Regions from separate parts of the Mus musculus genome. Here all the other regions are linked to region 1. A link is a contact called in public HiChIP or PLAC-seq, capture Hi-C and promoter capture Hi-C data. All regions are on one chromosome and are shown on one strand. Each heading gives the region's core, a stretch centred on a gene start, on an enhancer-like site or on the middle of the called end of the contact. The rest is flanking DNA. Distances are from core to core; before and after follow the strand shown. Region 1 holds the start of Zfp81 (zinc finger protein 81). Region 2 holds the start of Zfp952 (zinc finger protein 952). Region 3 holds the start of Cd320 (CD320 antigen). Region 4 holds the start of Zfp472 (zinc finger protein 472). Region 5 holds the start of Zfp763 (zinc finger protein 763). Region 6 holds the start of Zfp870 (zinc finger protein 870). Region 7 holds the start of Cyp4f13 (cytochrome P450, family 4, subfamily f, polypeptide 13).

What was found. Promoter capture Hi-C pulls out the DNA fragments that hold promoters and counts their contacts. HiChIP or PLAC-seq counts read pairs in DNA pulled down with a chosen protein or histone mark. Capture Hi-C pulls out chosen DNA fragments and counts their contacts.
Region 2: a contact with region 1 is called in an H3K4me3 HiChIP or PLAC-seq map of the 230-238 cell line, with 4 times the contacts expected there. The contact joins the promoter of Zfp952 here to the promoter of Zfp81 in region 1. A contact is called at or near these places in 12 of 39 promoter capture datasets (the C10 cell line, the HPC-7 cell line, the SN4741 cell line and 7 more), 4 of 115 datasets of contacts at active chromatin or transcription factors (the 230-238 cell line, embryonic stem cells and trophoblast stem cells) and 4 of 9 other capture datasets (adipose tissue, liver, macrophages and 1 more).
Region 3: an HNF4G HiChIP or PLAC-seq map of pancreatic cancer cells shows a contact between it and region 1. The contact joins the promoter of Cd320 here to the promoter of Zfp81 in region 1. A contact is called at or near these places in 1 of 39 promoter capture datasets (maxillary cranial neural crest) and 2 of 115 datasets of contacts at active chromatin or transcription factors (astrocytes and pancreatic cancer cells).
Region 4: an H3K4me3 HiChIP or PLAC-seq map of bone marrow-derived macrophages shows a contact between it and region 1, with 4 times the contacts expected there. The contact joins the promoter of Zfp472 here to the promoter of Zfp81 in region 1. A contact is called at or near these places in 18 of 39 promoter capture datasets (the 3T3-L1 cell line, 3T3-L1-derived adipocytes, the C10 cell line and 9 more), 3 of 115 datasets of contacts at active chromatin or transcription factors (bone marrow-derived macrophages, cardiomyocytes and embryonic stem cells) and 1 of 9 other capture datasets (embryonic stem cells).
Region 5: a capture Hi-C map of macrophages shows a contact between it and region 1, with 2.9 times the contacts expected there. The contact joins the promoter of Zfp763 here to the promoter of Zfp81 in region 1. A contact is called at or near these places in 18 of 39 promoter capture datasets (the 3T3-L1 cell line, 3T3-L1-derived adipocytes, the C10 cell line and 10 more), 3 of 115 datasets of contacts at active chromatin or transcription factors (astrocytes, bone marrow-derived macrophages and embryonic limb bud) and 3 of 9 other capture datasets (adipose tissue, macrophages and pancreatic islet).
Region 6: a contact with region 1 is called in a FOXA1 HiChIP or PLAC-seq map of pancreatic cancer cells. The contact joins the promoter of Zfp870 here to the promoter of Zfp81 in region 1. A contact is called at or near these places in 7 of 39 promoter capture datasets (the 3T3-L1 cell line, 3T3-L1-derived adipocytes, frontonasal cranial neural crest and 3 more) and 2 of 115 datasets of contacts at active chromatin or transcription factors (bone marrow-derived macrophages and pancreatic cancer cells).
Region 7: a contact with region 1 is called in a promoter capture Hi-C map of neural stem cells. The contact joins the promoter of Cyp4f13 here to the promoter of Zfp81 in region 1. A contact is called at or near these places in 8 of 39 promoter capture datasets (the C10 cell line, cranial neural crest, frontonasal cranial neural crest and 4 more).

What each region holds. Positions count from the first base shown.
Region 1 is chr17:33,357,434-33,360,165 of GRCm38.p6, reverse strand. It overlaps Zfp81 (zinc finger protein 81), which reads left to right and starts at 1,288. Exons shown (of 4, transcript NM_207541.1): 1 at 1,288-1,432. The coding sequence starts at 1,430.
Region 2 is chr17:32,991,880-32,994,579 of GRCm38.p6, reverse strand. It overlaps Zfp952 (zinc finger protein 952), which reads right to left and starts at 1,441. Exons shown (of 4, transcript NM_001045559.1): 1 at 1,322-1,441. The coding sequence starts at 1,342.
Region 3 is chr17:33,841,803-33,844,533 of GRCm38.p6, reverse strand. It overlaps Cd320 (CD320 antigen), which reads right to left and starts at 1,443. Exons shown (of 5, transcript NM_019421.3): 1 at 1,243-1,443. The coding sequence starts at 1,363.
Region 4 is chr17:32,964,448-32,967,151 of GRCm38.p6, reverse strand. It overlaps Zfp472 (zinc finger protein 472), which reads right to left and starts at 1,321. Exons shown (of 4, transcript NM_153063.3): 1 at 1,223-1,321. The coding sequence starts at 1,243. It also overlaps the pseudogene Cyp4f41-ps.
Region 5 is chr17:33,031,883-33,034,693 of GRCm38.p6, reverse strand. It overlaps Zfp763 (zinc finger protein 763), which reads left to right and starts at 1,313. Exons shown (of 4, transcript NM_028543.3): 1 at 1,313-1,412. The coding sequence starts at 1,392.
Region 6 is chr17:32,889,983-32,892,898 of GRCm38.p6, reverse strand. It overlaps Zfp870 (zinc finger protein 870), which reads left to right and starts at 1,296. Exons shown (of 4, transcript NM_207245.2): 1 at 1,296-1,458. The coding sequence starts at 1,456.
Region 7 is chr17:32,945,871-32,948,647 of GRCm38.p6, reverse strand. It overlaps Cyp4f13 (cytochrome P450, family 4, subfamily f, polypeptide 13), which reads left to right and starts at 1,287. Exons shown (of 13, transcript NM_130882.1): 1 at 1,287-1,335; 2 at 1,645-1,843. The coding sequence starts at 1,646.

The DNA.
Region 1 (2,732 bases), core at 39-2,538:
GGTTTTAGTTTGTGACCTTTAGTTTTGAGGTTTTGTTTGTTTGTTTGTTTGTTTTCAGAATGGTTTCTGTGTGTCCCTGGCTGTCCTGGAACTCTCTTTCCTTCCTTCCTTCCTTCCTTCCTTCCTTCCTTCCTTCCTTCCTTCCTTCCTTCTTTCTCTCTCCTCCTCCTCCTCTTCCTCTTCCTCCTCCTCCTCTTCCTCTTCCTTTTCTTCACAATGACCTTTAACTTCTTGCCTCCAAAGTCCTGTAATTAAAGGTCTGTACCACCATGCTAAACAATTTTAAGTTGTTTTTGTTTGTTTGTTCTTAGAAATCTTCATACTTTATTTTTGTGTCTGTATTAATTTACATTCTCTCTTAAAAGTTATAATGACTCTTTCTCCTATATCTGGTTTCATATATACTTCTTTTAAAATTTTAAGATTATTTTTATATGTGTATGAATGTATGTATGTGCACCATGTGAGAACCTGGTGCCTGTGAATTAAAAAGGTGATGAAGCTCTTGGAGTTAAGATGTTTTCAAACGATCGTGTGGATGATTGAAAGCAATCCCAGGGCCTCTGTAAGAGTAACAAGTGCTCCACATCTTAATATTCAGAAGTGGGACAGTGTATTCTACAGCCACATTGAAGTTCTAGCCGAAATAAACCAAATCCACAAACACTATTTCTAGGAGTTTGGTGAAATGCATCTCTAATCTTAACCACCGCACAAGTTCTTCATGTTGAAGATATATTCTGAATTCAGCATTCTCTGTACGTTATAAAACCCAAACACTGTACAGTAAGCAGCGTAATGACCACCTATAGTACAAGCCCAAAGAAGCGCTGGTGAGATGGGTTGGTTGGTAAAATGCCTGATTATCCTTCATGAGGATCTGCGTTTGGATCCCCAGAACCCACGTAAAAAGCCGGCCAAGCCTCTATCGCTAAAACTGGAGGTAGGGATGTGTGTCATTGGCTTTGTCCTAATGTCACTGAGTCCTGAATGTTCACAAAAAAAGTAGTGTGAGTAAGCGGAAAGGCACGAGGAACTCACACGAAGAACTAAATGTGTGCTCTAAAAACCCCGAAGTATATTCTCTTTAAATAGAATGACACCAAATATACTCCGGGTTTACTCCAGGGGTTTGGGGGAGCCAGAGTTAGGGAGGTTCTGTAGTCAGTTTGCCGGGTGAGTTCCATTTAAACGCGCTGAAAAGAGTTAAAGAGGCGGGTCGGTACCGTTCACCAATCAGGGACGTTGTTACTTTCCTGCATGAACTGCCCAATGAGGAGCATGGATAGTCAGAGGGTGCCGCCATTGCCGCCCTGTTTGAGTCCTGTGTAGCTCCAGGGAGGCAGGTGGTGACTTGGCCTGAGTCGCTGTCCCTTCTGCTGATTGTAGGCCCTTTAGGAAGCACACTGCTCGCGTGTGAAATCAGGAAATGGTGAGTGTGCCCTGTGTTCCTGGAGTCGTGCGTGGCACGTTGGTGACATCGCGGAGGCTTTGTCCCTGTGTGGTGCCGCGGCACTGACGTTCGCCTGATTCTGTGCAGGAGTCTGTCACCCGCGCCCTCTCACCCACGTGCGTTTTAATTCCGTGCAGAGCAGGCAGCGGGGAGCCTGGGGTCTGGTCCTGTCGGTCCGGCCCTGCCCTGCCCCGCCCCCCTTCTGAAGCAGTGTCTTCTAGTCCGCTGTGCTCTCGGGTGAGACAGCGCCTCTCCAGACTGCATCGCTGGCGAGTTGGCGTGATGCTCTGTAGCATTTAGACTGTTGTGAGGGGCTTTGATAAACGCTGTTCGTTCCTTCCTTCCTTCCTTCCTTCCTTCCTTCGTGGGCATCGAACCTCAGGCTTTGCTCATTCTAGGCAATCCTTTTACCAATGAACTGTAAACCTATCCCGCATCCTGGTTTTTGCTGTTAGCGTTAATGCAGGAGGATTTGTTTGCTCCCTCTGGGCTGAGAGTGGGAGGAATGCTCCGGCTTGCAAGGAAGAGAGGATTTTCAATTTGCTTCAAAATTGTTTGGATTCACCAACCAATTGGGCAATTAATTGTCTAGGCACAGGTGAAATTTGGGGGAATTTTTTTTTTCTTCTAGCATTGCTGGCTGTAAAAAAAAAAGCATGAGATGGGATGAATAATTTAATTGTAAAAACAAACAAAAACGTGGTAGATTCTTTGGCTGTGGACTTGAACAGAAGGGATGAGAGGGTTATATCTGTTTCTATCTCATCGTTATGAATATTCGTAAGTTGTTTATATCCTCTTGATTTAATTTTAGCTTGTTGTATGCGACTCAGAATCAAACCATTTCTTGCATATATTTCTTTTCCTCGTGGGGGGTATTTTTTTCAAAATACTACCAAATGGTCCACTGCTTTTCTTTTTTCCTGTCTTTTTTTTTTTTAGTCTCTTGCAACCTCCCCTAATTTATGACTTTATTAATTTGTCTCTTCCCTCTTTTTTGTTAGCTTGACTACAGTTTTGCCTATTTTACTGTTTTTTAAAAGAACCATTTCTGAGATTGACATTGACTGTGTGTATTCTTTGAGTCAATTTCAATAATTTTTCAACTTATTTTTTACTTCTTGCTGTCTTTTGCTCTTAAGTCTGACATTTTGTTGTTTTCCTAAGACCTTGTGTTTGAGCCATTAAGTTGAACTATTTATTCGGCATTCTGAATTCTCAGTGTGTGTATGGGAAGCCGCGGTAGCTTTTTTGGCTCTAAATTGAAGATGAACTTGGA
Region 2 (2,700 bases), core at 192-2,691, 370 kb after region 1:
AGTGCTGGAGAGGTAGCTGAGAACTCTACATGCAGATACACAGGCAGCAGGAAAAGTCAAAAACAGTTTCAACCATTTCAAGGAAAAAAATAAATGGTGCCTTTGTGTCAGGCTGATCATCCCCGACTTTCTTGATGGTCAGAGATTACTATCTACATAGAACAAGTAGTTGAAGGCAAAAACACCAAAGATTTAATATTTCTTCCAAGAACTGTATTCCAATTAAAGACTAATTGACGAACTCTCCTAATTCTTTCTGTTCGGAGAAACCCACCAAGGAAAACCAAATTACAGCTACATGAATCCCTTCCCTCAGGCTTTCCCCCCATTTTTCCATATTTCCACTTTTAACTATTTTGACCAGCATTATTATTCAAAAGAGAGCTCAAAAGCGAGGTTGAAATAGATTTCCAATGGAGAAAAATGCCCTCTACACAACAAGGAGCCTTTGCCTAACATAAATAAAGCCTCGGGTTCAACTGGCCCTACTGTAAGGAGACAGTTGTCTGAATCCACGCATCTCAAGGACAGCTTCACTATCCTGCTGACAGAAACAAACTGAGTCCGTGTTCCCAGGCCCAGGAACCAGCTCCTTTGCCCCTCATCATTTTGAGTTACTCACCAAATGTCCAGGATGAGGCCTGACCACCAAGATTCTGAGAAAAAAGCCTTGAAACCAGGTGGCCCAGGGGAGGCTTCATCACCAATGATTCCTTTACCCCTTTCCTGTGACAAGCCGCAGGAGTCATCAAAATCACATTGGCGACTCCCTTGCCCAACCCCTTATGTCAAAATACGGCTGGACAACGCTACAGCCCACTCACTCCACTCCCCTTTGCTCTGAGGTCTCATCCGAAATATGCTGTGCAATTTTCCTTCCGGGACGGGGTCTATGCTATTGTCCCTGACCGGTCAGGTTTTTCTGCTTAATTAAAATAAAGATCTTGCTTTGCTGGACTCTTGTGCCTGCTTGTGTTTTGTTTTGGGGGGACCCCCAACAGCTGAAAAAAATAAAGAAAACGAAAGAAAAACACACCGTGATCACGGAGGAAAACTACAGCAGGGCAAACGAAAGTGCAAGGGCAGAAAGACCCGCAACAGCGCTCACACACCCTCTGTCGTTCAAAACGCAGTTTGCGTTCAGCATCACCAATCTACCAGCGCTGCAAATTCTGCAGAGGTGTAAGTTCGAGGCATGGACCCACACTGAAAGGACTGGCATGAAACCCGTTTCGTAGTGAAGGGACAGAACTGGACCCTGGTCTCCTGGCAGTGTCACAGATCTGCCATCCTCGAAGCCAGGAGCCCGTGACACACTCACCATTCTCTGCTTTTGATGCATACTGTGTCCTCTCCAAGGAGCCTGAAATTAGAAGAAGTGACAGTAACCGAAGAAGAGTTGACACGACTCTTCCCGCAGCTGCACCGGCTTCAAGATGGTAGCAAGTGAGGAACCCTTCGATTATCTGCGCTTCTTATTGGACAGGGGAATAACAGCGCCGTTGATTGGTGAATAACTCCCCCTGCCTCCTACGAGCTTAATTAAAAAGAAATCAGCCTTTCTGAGTACCGCTGCAGCTAAAATCACAGTTGTCACTCATGACCCTTTTAGCTTGCTCTTCACTAGAACAAACCTGGCGCAACCTGAAGTTTTGTGGCATTTAAGGAAACATTCAGCAGGATTCTTAGTGCATGCGTTTTCCAACTACACACCCTATCCCCTAAAGAACTAATGCTACAGCTTTACAGTGGAGCCTCTAGTGTCAGTACCCCAAGGAGAAAACCCAAGACTTTTCCTTAGGAAGAGTCCCTATGTCAATCTGGGGGCATAGGGAAAAAAAGAGGACCTGACATGCAAGCTCAAGATTTGGGGAGGTTAAGCTAAAGCTTTCGCAAACCTTGTGTTTCAATATACCCGTTTTCTGCCAAGAAAATTAAAACATATCAACAATGAATTCAACTATAAATTGTCTGGAGAAAAATGGAATTGCACACCCGAAGTTTTCTACAAAGGATTCAACAGGTCTGAAAAGCAGCCTTTGGACGTCAGCCAAAAAGGTTTCTTTGCCCAAGGAAATCCTCTATATTCAGGAATGTAAAATGGTCTCAGCCTCCCAGATCAACACTGATTTTGGACCAAGAGCTTCACAGTGGATCTGTTAGGTTCGGGGAGAAGCCAAGAAAATTGATTTCAAAGACAGCAGCTTAAAATGAAAGTTTTATTCTCTGAGTACACAGAGAGGTAGCCAGCTCGGGATCTCTACTGCATACCTGAAGGGAAATAGTATAGCATATTAAAGGATGAAACCACAAGTTCAGGGGGAAGCCGGGTGGGCTGTAGCATTGTCCACTCATATTTTTTTTTAAAGATTTATTTATTACATGTAAGTACATTGTAGCTGTCTTCAGACATTCCAGAAGAGGGCGCCAGATCTCCTTACGGATGGTTGTGAGCCACCATGCGGTTGCTGGGAATTGAACTCAGGATCTTCAGAAGAGCAGTCAGTGCTCTTAACCGCTGAGCCATCTCTCCAGCCCGTCCACTCATATTTTGACACAATGGGTTGAACAAAGGAGTTTCCATTGTGGCTCTGCCCCTGACTGGGAGCAGTCAGTCAGGAAGGTGATGCACATTGGCGACTGGGCCTTATCTGGGGCCACCCAGTTTCAATGTCCTTGAAATCCTGGACATTTGGCCTG
Region 3 (2,731 bases), core at 194-2,693, 480 kb before region 1:
CCCTGGCCACCACCCCTTCCTGCCCAGCATAGCCTCCTCTCCATGCCTAACAACTCACAGTCCTGCCAACTCAGACCTTCTCTTCCTGACTCTGTATTTTCTTGGAATGGGCCCAGAGCAGAGCAGACCCTATACCTCTTGGGGGCAATTAATCAGACAGGAGTCAGGATGACCCATGATTCCTCCTCCCAGTCTATGTCCTCATCTGTAAAAGAGGAATACTAAGGCCAGACTTAATGTTGCTCAATAGTAAGTCCAGCTCCTGGGATGCTGGAACAAGAAGACTGCTTGGAGCTACAAAACAGCCGAAAGTGGGAGGAGGGGTAGTTTATGGGTACAGATCCATAAACAGCCAAATACAATGGTCCATACCTAATAATCCCTGTGCTGGGGAGCCTAAGGCACAAGTTGAAAACAGCAGTCCAGCCTGTGTTATATAGTAAGTCCCTGTCTCAAAAAAAGGGGAACTAGTGCCTGCCTTTAATCCCAGTACTTGGGAGGTGGATCTCTAGGAGTTCAAGCCCAGCCTAGTCTATATAGCAAGTTGCAGACAGCCAGAGCTATAAAGTGAGACCCTGTTTGGAAAAAAAAAAAAAAAATCAAAACATAATAAAAACCTAAAAACAGAAACAAAAACAAACAAACCAAAAAAACCTTGAAACAGTTAAGACCTATTCTCATACAGAGTGGATGGTCAGTAGTGGCCAGTGGTCACAATCGGGCCTCCTCGTCCTGCCCGGGACAGGTTCCTGGCCAAGATTGGGGTTCACAGGGGAAATACACTCCAGGGCTCTTCCTTCCATTCTCTGAGGCAGGAATACAAGGAAAAACTGAAGCTCTGGGTGCTGAAAGAACAGCCACAGAACTGCAGCCTCAGGGCTGAAGGTTTCGGGAAGGCATACCTGCTGCAAGAAGGTACCGGGTGACCAGCCCTGCGTGGTGAGAGGTCAAAATCAGAAACAAAAGCCTTCCAGCCCACATTGAGCTGAAGGACGGCTTGGAGGTGACTTAGGGACAGCGCAGGAATAAGGGAGGAAGCTGAGCAGAACACAGGAGAAGGCACCCATGTGGCGGTCCCCTCTGCACGCACAGAGGGCCGATTCTCTCCACTCTACCCACGCTAAAGCCAAACACGCGTGCTGGGGGAGTGTCAACGACCGATGGGCGGCGCAGCCAATAGTGAGGCGATGCCAGCGCGTGGAGGCGGGATCAAAAGCGGTGTAGAAACGGGGGTTCACTCACCGGAGACTTGGACCCGGGTATGGGCCGGAGCCGGAGCGGCCTCTAGGCCTGTTCTGAGACCAAAGAGGAGCCGCAGCACCAGGCCCAGGGCCACTGCCCGCCCAGCTCCGCCCCGCGCCATCCAACAGCTAGCCGAACTGCTCCGCTCCAGCCGCAGCCGCTCAGTCAGAAGGACGCGCTGATTCTCGCGCACGCGCACACAAAGGCAGGGGGGAGTGGCGCAAGCAAGCCTGCGACCGTAAGTACCCGAATACAAGGGTACTTTGATTTTAGGGCTCCTCCTGGCTTCTTCCTAGCAGTAAAACCTAATGTGTTTGGTGACCTAGGCCTGTAACTCCCAGATATTCTACAGGCTGAGGAAGAACAAAGCCAACCTAGGCTATTAAAGGAGACCCTACCTCAGAATAAAAAACAGGAATTCGGGGAGTAGTTCAGTAGTAGAGCACTTGCCTAGTAGTATTCAGGAGGCTCTAGGTTTAATCCCCAGTTCCATGAAAATAACCACATTAACTTGAAATAATAAACTTCTGCTGAACAGTGGTGGTGTACGCCTTAAATCCCAGCACTTGGGAGGCAAAGACAGGCAGATTTCTGAGTTCCAGGCCAGCCTGGTCTACCGAGTAAGTTCCAGGACACCGGGGGCTACAAAGAGAAACCCTGTCTCAAAAAACCAAAAATAAAAATAAACCTTCTAGGGATATAAATGAACTTAGCAATTTTGACCTAAACTTCACATGTAGCCTACTGCAAATATCACTGCCCAATGGTCCCAATGAATATGGCAGCCACACCCTGTGAACACTCCCCAGCAGGTCCCTCCTTTGTGCCACCTAAGGATTTTACTTATTTTAGCTTTATTGTCTTGATTGCCCCCTAGAATGCCAGCTGCAGGCGAACCAGGATGTTGGTTTCCTTTGATGAATGGCGAAAATAGTGAGGGAATGATGGAATGATCAAATGAGTGAACAGTTACTGGCTTCGAACCTGGACTGACCATCTCCTTGGTTCCCATCCCAACCTCATTAACTTCTAGTTCTCACACACTTGAGAAACATTTATTCTAACATGGGCCTGGTAGATTGATACTACAATTGTATTAATTGTAATTGATACAGATTGGCAGCCTTGGGTTTTCTCATCCCACTTCCACAGTTGAATGCATTGAGTCAGCTTATCCAATGTGGCTAGTGATGTTGTGGTTTCTGCTGGTCTGAGGTAACCCAAGCTGGCCTGAAACTAGTGATCCTCTCTCTTGCTTTGGCCTCCGAAGTATTGGGGATATAGTCATGTACCAGCTTAGTGTTTTATTCTTCACATTACGTTTTCCATAGCTCTACCTTAAGATTCCACGACACTGGCCGGGCGTGGAGGCGCATGCCTTTAATCCCAGCACTCGGGAGGCAGAGGCAGGTGGATTTCTGAGTTCAAGGCCAGCCTGGTCTACAAAGTGAGTTCCAGGACAGCAGGGCTACACAGAGAAACCCTGTCT
Region 4 (2,704 bases), core at 72-2,571, 390 kb after region 1:
TAAGAAATCCTATCCAAGTCCTGCCCTTTGTCCAATTCTCCCATGTCAGTCAGCTCTGGGAGCAGAGGGCAGCCATCCCTCTCCATTTTTCTCTCCAATAAGTCTCCTTTATAAGATCTACTGCCTGGAGTGGCTCTCATCAGAAGAAGCTAAGAAGAAAAGAAGCAAAGAAGAGAAGAGAAAGGGCAGCTGAAGCCTGTAAGCTCCTAAACTCCTCAGCTCAGCTGGGGATACCCTCCTCTGGGAACTGCTGAGGAGGCTTCCTCTCAGAGCTGTGTGGTTCCTGGGCTCCCGTGTTTGAGGATGTCCTCATTGGGACACCTTTTCCCTTCAGAGCTGTATGTATGGCTCCTGGGCTTCCAAGTCCCAGAATACCCTCCCATATGAGCAGAAACACACGTAGCACTGTGGAGGATCTAGAGTTCCAGACTAGTTTGGTCTACATAACTCTTTCCAGACCAGCCAATGGTACCCAGTGAAATCCCGTATAAACGGACAGAACAACACAATCCCTCCCTGCCCTGGGCTTTTTCACTGCTATCGAGACTTTCCTTTGGAAAAGGTCTCCAAAATCTAACCTTTACTTCAGAAATGATCAGCTTAATTAATCAGTACATACAAATAGGGAATTTTGCCTATCACAGCTAACAAATCCAGCTGTGAACTCAGGATGAGGGATGGAGATACAGGTCTACAGGTCTATGGTAAAGCGTTCGCTTAGCATGAGACCTGAGGTTCCATCCCTAGTACTTTAAAAAAGAAGCCGAGAGAGAGAGAGAGAGAGAGAGAGAGAGAGAGAGAGAGAGAGAGAGAGAGAGAACACACGAGCACGAGCCTCTCTTCAGGATGACCACAGTGTAAAACTAAAGCAGGGAACAAGGAAATGAAAAAGTGCAAAACAGTGCACACCACCCACGTGCCTTCACCGCAGTCTGGACGCGGCGTCACCAACTTGGCAGCTGCAATGTCAGCGGAGGCTCGGGTTCGCGGCGCAGGCTCGTCATGGGAGGACTAGAAACTAGGGACGAAGCAGCTTCACAGGGAAGGGACAGGACGGGACTCCGCTAACAGAGCATACAACTCAAGTGCACCCGGGTTGACGGCACTCCCAAAGTCCATCTCAAATTGCTGCACACGTCGGGGAGCCGGCGCCACCTTACAGCAAAGCCGTGGCAGTGTCAGAACCCTCCGCCCACCTTCCAAGAGTCCAGGGCACACTCACCATTTCCTGCTTCTGATGCATCCAGGCGTTCTTCCTACTGAGCGGCAGTCGGCAGAACAGGCACCGGGAAGCTCAAGCACAACTCTCCTCCCTCCAGCTACCCGGAACTCAAATATGGCGGCAAGGGAGCCACCCTCCACTATCCGTGCTTCTTATTGGATAGCTCAGGGGAGTAACAGTCACCCTGGTTCGTGAATTATTCCGGACCCAACTCCTTAGAACTGAGTTATCAGGTTCAGCAACGCTTACCACCGAAATGGGTCTGTAAGTACAGATTGCAACAACTGCCCTGTCCAAGCTCATACCTTTTCTCCGAAATAAATGTGATTTCATCCTGGAGGGTTATCACATTTCAGAACACCTTCCAGCCCGGGAGTGGTGGTGCACTTTTTAATACCAGTTCCACGCTAGCTTTGTCTACGTTATTGAGTTTCGAGTCAGCCAGAGCTATATAGTCAGAATTCTCCCGTCTACACCACACACAGGTCCAGGGCTTCTGAAAGATTTGTTAGTTTTATGTGTCTACGTGGATGAATCCGTGTGTGCGCGAGTGCTCACTGAGGCCGGAAGACGGCAGAAGTCCACTCGCTTTTCCATTGAGGCAGGGTTTGTTTGTTTGTTTGTTTGTTTGTTTCACTCATCACTTTACCTGGGGCTCGGGTTTCCTTGGCTAATAATGGAAGCCAGCTAGCCACAGCGATCCTCTTATTTGAGCCGTCCTCATAGATAGTGATTCAGAAATGTGCAGGGGATCTCTAACGTGAGTGCTGGAATCTGAACTCCAGTCCTAGGTGTTTATCATGCGCCCTTATCCACCAACTCTCCAGCCCCATTCACAGCCTCTTGGGCTCAGCGGGCTCTTCCTGGTATTTTTTTTTTCCGACATACAAATAGTGTCATAACGTCACTTTTGAATAAATCCTTTGCTCTTCAATCAGAGTAAGCTGGGAAAAGCCATGATAGCAAACCAAAACTGATTTCTGTTTAAATTCCTCTGTGAAATAACTTTGATTATGTTCACTCTGATTGGCTTTTTAAAAATCCCTCTGCCTTAATAAACATCCTTCTACTTTCATTTTGCCTACTTAGGCTCATCATATAAAAGCAAACATGTAATATCTGTTGATTTGAGCCTGGCTCATTTCCCTAACATGATGATCTCCAGTTCCGTGTTTTTTTTTTTTTTTTTTTTTTTGCAAACAACATTCTTTTGTGGATGAATAATACTTCACTTTCATAAATACCACATATATTCTATCCATTTGTTCCTCCACTGCTAGGCTCCTTGGGTGACTCCATCACTTGGATGCTCAATGCTGCAATAAATATGTGTGCAGGAATCTTAGTTACATGGTGACATTTACTCTCTTCGTGTATATCTAGAACGGTATAGCTGGATAAAATGACTTAATTTTTAGTTTGGGGTTTGATGTTAAATACCAAAGCTTGTGTGTTGAAGATATGGTCCGCGGATGCTGCTTG
Region 5 (2,811 bases), core at 64-2,563, 330 kb after region 1:
CTCCAGATTTTCTGAGTCTGGTGGGGGGAAGGGGACCTCATAAAATTGCAAAGCTTCTGTAAGGCAAAAGACACTGTCAATAAGACAAAAAGGTAACCAACAGAATGGGAAAAGATCTTTACCAATCCTAAATCTGATAGGGGGCTAATGTCCAATATATGTAAAGAGCTCAAGAAGTTGGACTCCAGAAAATCAAATAACTCTATTAAAAATTGAGGTACAGAGCTAAACAAAGAATTCTCACCTGAGGAATACCGAATGGCTGAGAAGCACCTAAATGAAGGTGTTGAAAGAGGTTGCCACCACCACCACCACCACCACAGGAAGCAATAGAAGGCATCCTCTGTGAGTTCCCAGACTTCCTAGTTGTCTCTACCTCAGCACTACAGAAGGGCTGTTTGTCACTGTGATGTTGACGGTTGTGATGTATGTGTATATTTGTAGATGTAGACATCCCTCTGGATTTTGAGCCAAGGAAATTTTTTGTCTGAATTGAAGAGTTACTCTATATATGTCTTGAATTCTATGTTGAATATTACTGCTATGTAACTTCGTGTTTCTGTAATTCAATAATTGTATTCATTGGTTGTTGCTCTAATTTTATTGATTAAAAAAATGGATTGGTTGAGTAGCAGTGCATAGTGGCCCACACCTTTAAATTCCAGCATTCTGGAAGCAAAGGCAGTTGGATTACTGTAAATCCGCGACAAGCCTGGTGTATATGGTGAGTACTTAGACAGCCACAGCTACATAGCAGAGATTCTGCCTCAAAACAACAATAAAAACAAGCAAACAAAATCAATAAATTGAAACATAACGTGTGAGAGAGCTTTACAACACTTTTACCTCATTCCAAAGTCATGAGTTTGCATAGTAGGATCTCCTGGTTCCTGTCTCTGGACAGATCTTTGATTCTGTGGGTCTTCCCATTAAGAACTTGAATCAAAAATGTGCAGGGCAAACTTGGACACTGTAATCAAAGCAGTAGAGGGCCCCAGAGTTCACAAGAACAAAGTGCATAAAGTAGCCTGTTCCCCTTAAAGGCAAAGTTATAAAACAGGTCGGAACCGGCTTAGTCCACTTAAAAAACAAAAGGAAAACAAACAAACAAACAAACAAAAAAACTGGCGTACAAAAGAATCCGCTATTCTAACTGCACTGGGAAAGAGGAATGTTATTAATTAAGGCATTTAAGCTCAAGGCTGTCACTATCTTTCCTCAATCAGGGATGCTGTTACTGCTATTCATGAACTGTCCAATGACGAACCGGTACATTCGGAAGGTCCCGCCCTTGCCGCCATGTTTGAGTCCTGTGTTGTTGAGAAGGTCTGTGGTGGTGTTGGGGCTGGACTATATCTCCTGTATTTAGGCCTATTAGGAAGAACACCTGGATGCATATGAAAGAGGAAATGGTGAGTATGCCTTGGGCTCCTGGAGTCGTAAGTGAAAGCTTTGTGACACTGCAGTCTGTGGCGCTGTTGCCTGCCGTTCCCTTGGTGCTGTGCAGCCTAGTGTGCCTTGGAGCGGGACACTGGAATTGTGCGCAGAGCAGGCGACCGGGCACCGGAGCCCGCTCTGTTCTGTCCTAGGGAAGCTACTTCGTTCCAGGCCCCTATCTTCATGGGGTTAGTCCTCACCTGGAACCTGCGCCTCCGCAGACACTGCAGCACTGCAGGTTGGTGACGCGGAGTCCAGACTGTGGTGTAAGGGGACTTGGGTGGTGTGAGCAGTTGCTCGTATGCCTTATAGGCATATCTCTGCTGCTTTCGATTCTTTTCTCTCATCGCCTTTGTAAATTATATTCTTCACAGTACTGCAGTTGAACACTAGGCCGGGAGAACTTATTAATCTCTCTCTCTCTCTCTCTCTCTCTCTCTCTCTCTCTCTCTCTCTCTCTCTCTCTCTCTGTGTGTGTGTGTGTGTGTGTGTGTGTGTGTGTGTGTGTGTGTGTGTGTGTGTGTGCGCGCGCGCGCTGCCCTTTAAAGATGAGATTAAAGAGTATTTAATTGTGCCGTCTGTGAGTAGGCCAAATTTTTCAATCTTAGAGAAAGTAGAGAAGTACAATGATGGGTTTTTTCCCCCTGACCATTTCTGAAGCCAAAATTCGGGTTTTTAAAAAGCTTTCCTAGACTTCGTTTTTGTGAGCCCTGTAAAGTAGATCAGGTGCTTGCCAATCTACATCGTTTGCTTGTGTGCTGGAGGCCGGTTCTCCAAATAGAAGAAATTGTGACTAAGAGTATTTGATCAGTATTTACCAGATGACATTCTTTTAGGGGTGTGGGGGAGTTGGTATTTTCAGTAGAATATTCATTTGAACAGTATTATTTCTGCCACTTCGTGGACTTGAGTATTCTATTTCTTTACTATTTGAAGTTGTCATCGCTGAAGTCTTTTTACCCTTTTACTGGGCTTTATTTCTAATTCTTTTCCCGTTACCATGAATGGTATTTTGTTTCTGATTTTCCCTTCCACTCTAGTCTTTATTGGAGTAGAGAAATGACATTGCTTACTGTATATTGATTTTATATCCTGCTATGCATAAAAAGTATTAAATAATACAAAGAAAATGACTACTTTTTAAAATTCTCTCTGTATTGTATTCATGCTCAAATTGATGGGAACGTTAGCAGGTACTAGGTAATTTTAGCTAATTATAAGTAAAATAACAATTTTAGCTAATTATAGGTAAAATAATGAGCAGTTACATACTAAAATGAGAAGGACCTTGGAGAGGGTAACATTGTTATGAAACATGGTTATAGTTATACTATTATTTGAAAATAAATTTAAATTACTTGTACAATGAATTTT
Region 6 (2,916 bases), core at 47-2,546, 470 kb after region 1:
GGTTTGAATTGCTTGGCAAGGCCCAGGGAGTGGCACTTTTAAGACTTGTGGCCTTGTTAGAGGAAGTATGTCATTGTTGCAGTGGACTTTGAGGCTCCTAGTGTTCAAGCTCTGCCCTGTGCAGAAGAGAGTCCCTTCCTGGCTGCCTGGAGAAGACAGTCTCCTCCTGGATGCCTTCTGATTAAGATGTAGGACTCCCAACACTTACAGTACCATATCTGTCTGGAGGCTGCCATGCTTTCCACCATGATGATAATGGACCGAACCTCTGAAACTGTAAGCCAGTCCCAATTAAATGTTTGCCTTTATAAGAGTTGCCTTGGACATGGTGTCTCTTCACAGCAATAAAACCCTAATTAATACAAACCCTAACACACAGCAAGAGCAGATGTTTATTGGTCTGAGAAAATAAGGCCTCCAAACCTGAACACATCACAAAGGCTCTGAAAATCCGTTTTTGCAGTAGAGAGCAGGGCAGGAGGGCACTGATTTCAACAGGCCCAGAAACTGGTTTTCTGGGTAAACATTTTTTGTTTTTGTTTTGTTTGGTTTTTTGCTTTTTGTTTTTGTTTTTGTTTTGTTTTGTTTTTTTTTTTTTGAAACTGCAGGGTGAGAGACAAGTCAGGTTGCCTATTTTTGTCAATTTGTTTGTTTGTTCGAGACAGGGTTTCTCTGTATAGCCCTGGCTGTCCTGGAACTCACTCTGTAGACCAGGCTGGCGTCGAACTCAGAAATCTGCCTGCCTCTGCCTCTGCCTCCCAAGTGCTGGGATTAAAGGCATGCGCCACCACCACCTGGTTATTTTTGTGAATTTTATTGGTGGAATAGTTCGCAAAGTCTTGTACAGACTGGCGGTATAGCGGTGGGATGTGGGAAGATGAGAGCGGGCTGAGAGGTTTCCTTTAATAAGGCCCTTCCTCCTAATCCTACTCAAAGCAGCTCTTAAGAGTTGTCTCCGTGACCAGAGTCTGGAATTCTCTTGCTCTGACCCCATTCTTAGGAGGAAGAATTAGGAACGGCTCACTGTGAATTGTTACAAGCAAGAGAACAAACTTCGCTTGCATGCACACAGTCACCCAGACAGGGCTAGAACGCAGGGGTCTAGAGTGAAATCTGCTTGCTAATTTGCCTAATAAAACTTGTATGCCCTGTCACTAGCGCTCCAGGACCTGAGCCAAGGGCTCGCTGGCCTATCCGGAGAAAGGTTAGGCTCGCTGGCCTATCAGGGTAAAGGTTATTACTTTAGTGTCTGAAGTGTCCAATGAGAAGTACGCTTCTTGCATGAGGGGCTTTGTCTGACCGAGGTCTGTTTCCTTAAACCCCCTCCCCAGCCCCCCAAATTAGGCATGTTTGTGTTATTTGGAAGTATGTCCTAGATGCCAGGCCTAGATATCAGAGTCGCCTTCACTGACAGCAGGAGCCGCAGGAGCACACCAGGACACTCCGGGGCTGGAAATGGTACGTTCGGCCTGTGACTTAGATGTGGGCAGGATGCTGCGGCAGCAGACGGAGACCGCAATGGGAGCAGGTCTTGCAAGACAGCTGAGTCTGCAGCGGAGTCTCATCTGGCTCCGCTGGGTCTTGCCGCTCCGATTCCGCTGGGTGGAGCTGGTCCATCAGACAGAGCGGTGGTCTCTTCCTCTCTGAGCGCTCAGCGCTGCAGCGTCTGGGGTCAGCTGGGCTTCTCCACCAAGGTCTCGGGAGGATCCTGAGGAGCCAACTCTGGGAGTTGGATTGGGACTCTTCTACGGGGGATGAAGGTGGAGCTGCGTGGATGATGAAGGTTAGGACACGAGTCCTATAACTGCTTCGTCCTCCCCTGAAAATCTCGACACACCCTATGCAGTGTCTCAGGGCGCAGCTACCCAGAGGACTTTGTGATTCTCAGTGTTGAGAGAGAGAGATGGGGTGGGGGGTGCCGGGGTGTGTGTGTGCGGGGGAGGGGGGTTAGACATATTGGAGCAGCGAGTGGCCCCATCCTTTCTGGAATAAATGCCCATAGTGCAGTGACTCTCAACCTTCCTAATGTTCATTTTGTGATCCCATCCATAAAATTACCTTTGTTGCTCCTTTATAACTGCAATTCTGCTACCGTTATGAACCGTAATGTAAACATCTGATATGCAAGATATCTAACATACAACCCTTGAGGCTGGTACTGGTCCTGGACTCACAGATCTGCCTAGTTCTGCTCTCCAGTGCTGGGATGAAAGATGTGCACTTCCACACCTAGTGATTCCAGTTTGAATCCCTAACATCAACCAGCAGATCACACGGGGACATTTCACACAACCAGAGACAACACAGGTTACAAATGGCTAGGAAATAGTTAAAGAGCCTGCAGAATCCGTCTGTCCTGAAGACACAGGTAGAGAGCTGAGGTAGGTGAGGGGGGAGTCTCCAGGGGACCAGCTAAGGCTTGGCAGTGCAGGTACGTAGATGCCAAATGCCTCTTGGGAGGACAGGCTATTGGATGGTGACTTTCAGGTGGGCTGAATATTTTGCCACGAAGAAACTGCTGTGGTGAGGGACATGGTGATCCAGGAGTTGACAATTTTGCTGGCTTTTGACAGCTGACCCTGCCACTCTCTGGTTTTAGTCTCAGGTAAGAGGGTTCCATCTGTTGTGGACCAAAAGCCCCTGTGTCTGGTGTTTCTGGTATGATCTGGTATGAGTGTTGCTACTTATTGACACAGTTAATGTCTCTTGGTGTGCTGGCAGATTGTGGTTTGTGTGTGTGTGTGTGTGTGTGTGTGTGTGTGTGTGTGTGTGTAAACAAGCTGGACTTGTGTAAACAGTCCCCCTTTCCTGGTACTGTTACTCTGTAGCAAATCAGGTCAGTATGGTTGTTGTCCAAGGTGACACTCTTCTAGGCTAGCTCTGACACAGAGGTTGTGATATTCTGCACAGCAGAGT
Region 7 (2,777 bases), core at 38-2,537, 410 kb after region 1:
CCCAGAAAGGCCAACATGGTACATACTCACTTCTAAGAGGATATTAGCTGCAAAGGATAACTGCGCTACAGTCCACACCCAGAGATGCTAAAGATGGCTCAAAGTGGTACAGATGGGTCTCTCTGGGAAGGAGAAATAAAATAGATTCCAAGGGTGGACTGGGACAGATAGAACAGGAAGGAATAGGTGGGGGTGGGAGAAAATACTGGGAGAACTGGGAGATGGGGGTAGGGCATTTTTGGGGTGAGGAGAAATGACTAGAATGGGAGGCACTTTGGGGGTGAGGTAGAAACCTAGTACAATGGAAACTTCCAGGAGGCCAACCCTACTGAAAACTCCTAGCATAAAACTCCTAGCCTGAACCAGCCCATTTTCAATAACCGGGCAAGGCTTCCAGTTCATTGCTTAGGATACCAAGCCAGCCACAAAACCCTCAGTCCACAATTTGTCTTACCTGCAAGATGTGTTGGGCTAGGTGGCACAGAAGGAACTCGGGGAAGTTGCCAATTTATTACTGGTCCAACTTCAGATCCACACCATGAGAGGAAACCCATGCCTGGCACTGCTGGAGGGTCAGGAGACAGAGGCTGGATAGTCCAGCCACCTAGGATAGAACAAAACATGACCAGCAAAATAAAATAAAATAGAAGTTTCCTGACCCCCAATATTTAACGCATATCTATGACATCAGCCCACGCCCAGATCTGACCTTCAGCCTGTGTCCCCTCTGCTCACGGCCCCTTTTAGCTGTTCCCTCAGATCTCTGAGCTTCAGCCTCACATGAGCTTAACCTACACTCTCTGACCCAGTGGGTTCCAGCAGGGTTGCAATTATTGGTCCACCTAGAACCTAGGGTTCAAGAAGGAAGAAATCGATCTCTGCCAGGCTGTGCAGCTGTTGGGCGTGGGGAGAGGAGAGGAAATGCATTTCAGAGCCTCACAGTTCTGCATGCTGTTACCCAGACAACTATGCAGAGGAGCTAGAGAGATTTATCTGCCACCCCTTAGCCCTTGGAGGGCAGGTGCACTCCTAAACTTGGAATCTCCTTTGTAACTCCTTTGTCTCTGGTTCAGGCAGAAAGGTTAAACGCTGAGGATGCCCCACCTAAGCCTATGACTCTCAGTCTAGTTCCATCCCTTTAAGGTTGGACCCGCCCCCACTGGCCTTGGCTGCCTGCCCAGGCTTGGAGGTTGGGCTGAGGGTTGGAGGGATTGGTTGGTTCAGCCCAGCTGAACTTCCCATACAGCTTCCGGGACAAAATGTTTTCAGAGAAGACAGGAAGTTGTGGAAGATTCGCTGCTCGTGAGAGAAGGTGCCGGGGTGGAAGGCAACAAGGCGAGTTCTGGCTCAGAACAGGGAGAGCTCTGCCCACAGCTGGAATGGCTGTAGGGAGCTGACCTTGGAGACTTTTGGTCTCCTGGAAATTGCGCCCGTAGTTTATTCTTCAGGCTGAGGCCCTCTAGAATGCTAACAGTCCTGCCTGTTGTGTTCTTCCTCTTCTCTCTCAATGTTCATTCTTCTTCCTGCGCTGCCCCCAAGTCCTCCCAGTCTATATCGCTAGCTATATTCCTATCTAGTAAACGGGCCTGTCCCCACCCTTCTCCGGAGCCTCAGAATTTCACCTTCTGCCTATTTGCCCTGCAGGATGCTACAGCTATGTCTGTCCTGGCTGGGAATGGGGTCCCTGACTGCCTCTCCGTGGCATCTACTGCTGCTGGGAGGGGCATCTTGGATTCTAGCCCGAATTCTGGCCTGGATCTATGCCTTCTATGACAACTGCAGTCGCCTTCGTTGCTTCCCTCAGCCCCCTAAACCGAGCTGGTTCTGGGGTCACTTGGCCTTGGTGAGTGTGGCAGTAGGTAGGTCTCTGGGTAGATGTGTTTCCAACGTGTTTGGAAAGATACTGTGGCACTTGGGTCAGGAGAGGTTTGGAACACAGGACAGTAGAGAAGTGAGGGGAGACATAGGGAGACCTCTCCGCCCCAGCAGCCAGTCCACTCTTGCCTTGCCTCTCCAGGATCCGAGCCTTTCTCCTTTCCTCCCTTCCTTGCTCCCAGCCTGCTTTAGGTCACATTATGATCAAAACTCATGATCTGAGGTCTCTTCCCCTCGTTAATGCAAAACTGCTCCCAGGATGGGCAGCACAGAGCAGGGACAGCCCCAGTCCACTCAGTTTCCACCGAAGAGTTTGAGGCTTCAGTGCATCATGCCAAGATCTGGCCCCTGCCTAGTCCATCCTTGTCCTTGGGCTAGTGTCTGTACCCGATGGGCAGAGAGAGATGTGAGTAGTATCTCTTCCCTTAAACTCCTCGGGGCCTGATGCTTTCTTATCTTGCTCTTCACTCTCAAGAACCATCAGTGGACTCTATTTTCCAATTTGAGCAGTAGTTGAGCTTTTTGGTTTTGTTTATGGTACTGAGTTGAAGCAAGCTCTTGGCCGCTGGGCTGCATCCCAGTCTGACTGTTCTTTTTCACCAGGGACCCTTCTGGCCTCTCCAGTTGTGGTTACACTTCCACTGGCCTCATTCCTAGTGCCCCTTGCTCCATGCTGCACTGGTTCCCTACTGCCAGAGTCACACTTAACATTTCAGTGTCACCTAAAAGGGTTTCACCTCCAATACCATCGATTCAAACGCTGCTTTCTCCCATAGCCCCTTTTCCTCCCAAAATCTGTATTCACGTTTGTCATTCCAAGTCCTCTCAGGACCCCTTTCCTCTCTACATCACAGTCCTGCTGCTTCCTGCCAACCTTCCTGATCAGGTAGAGCTCTGTAGAA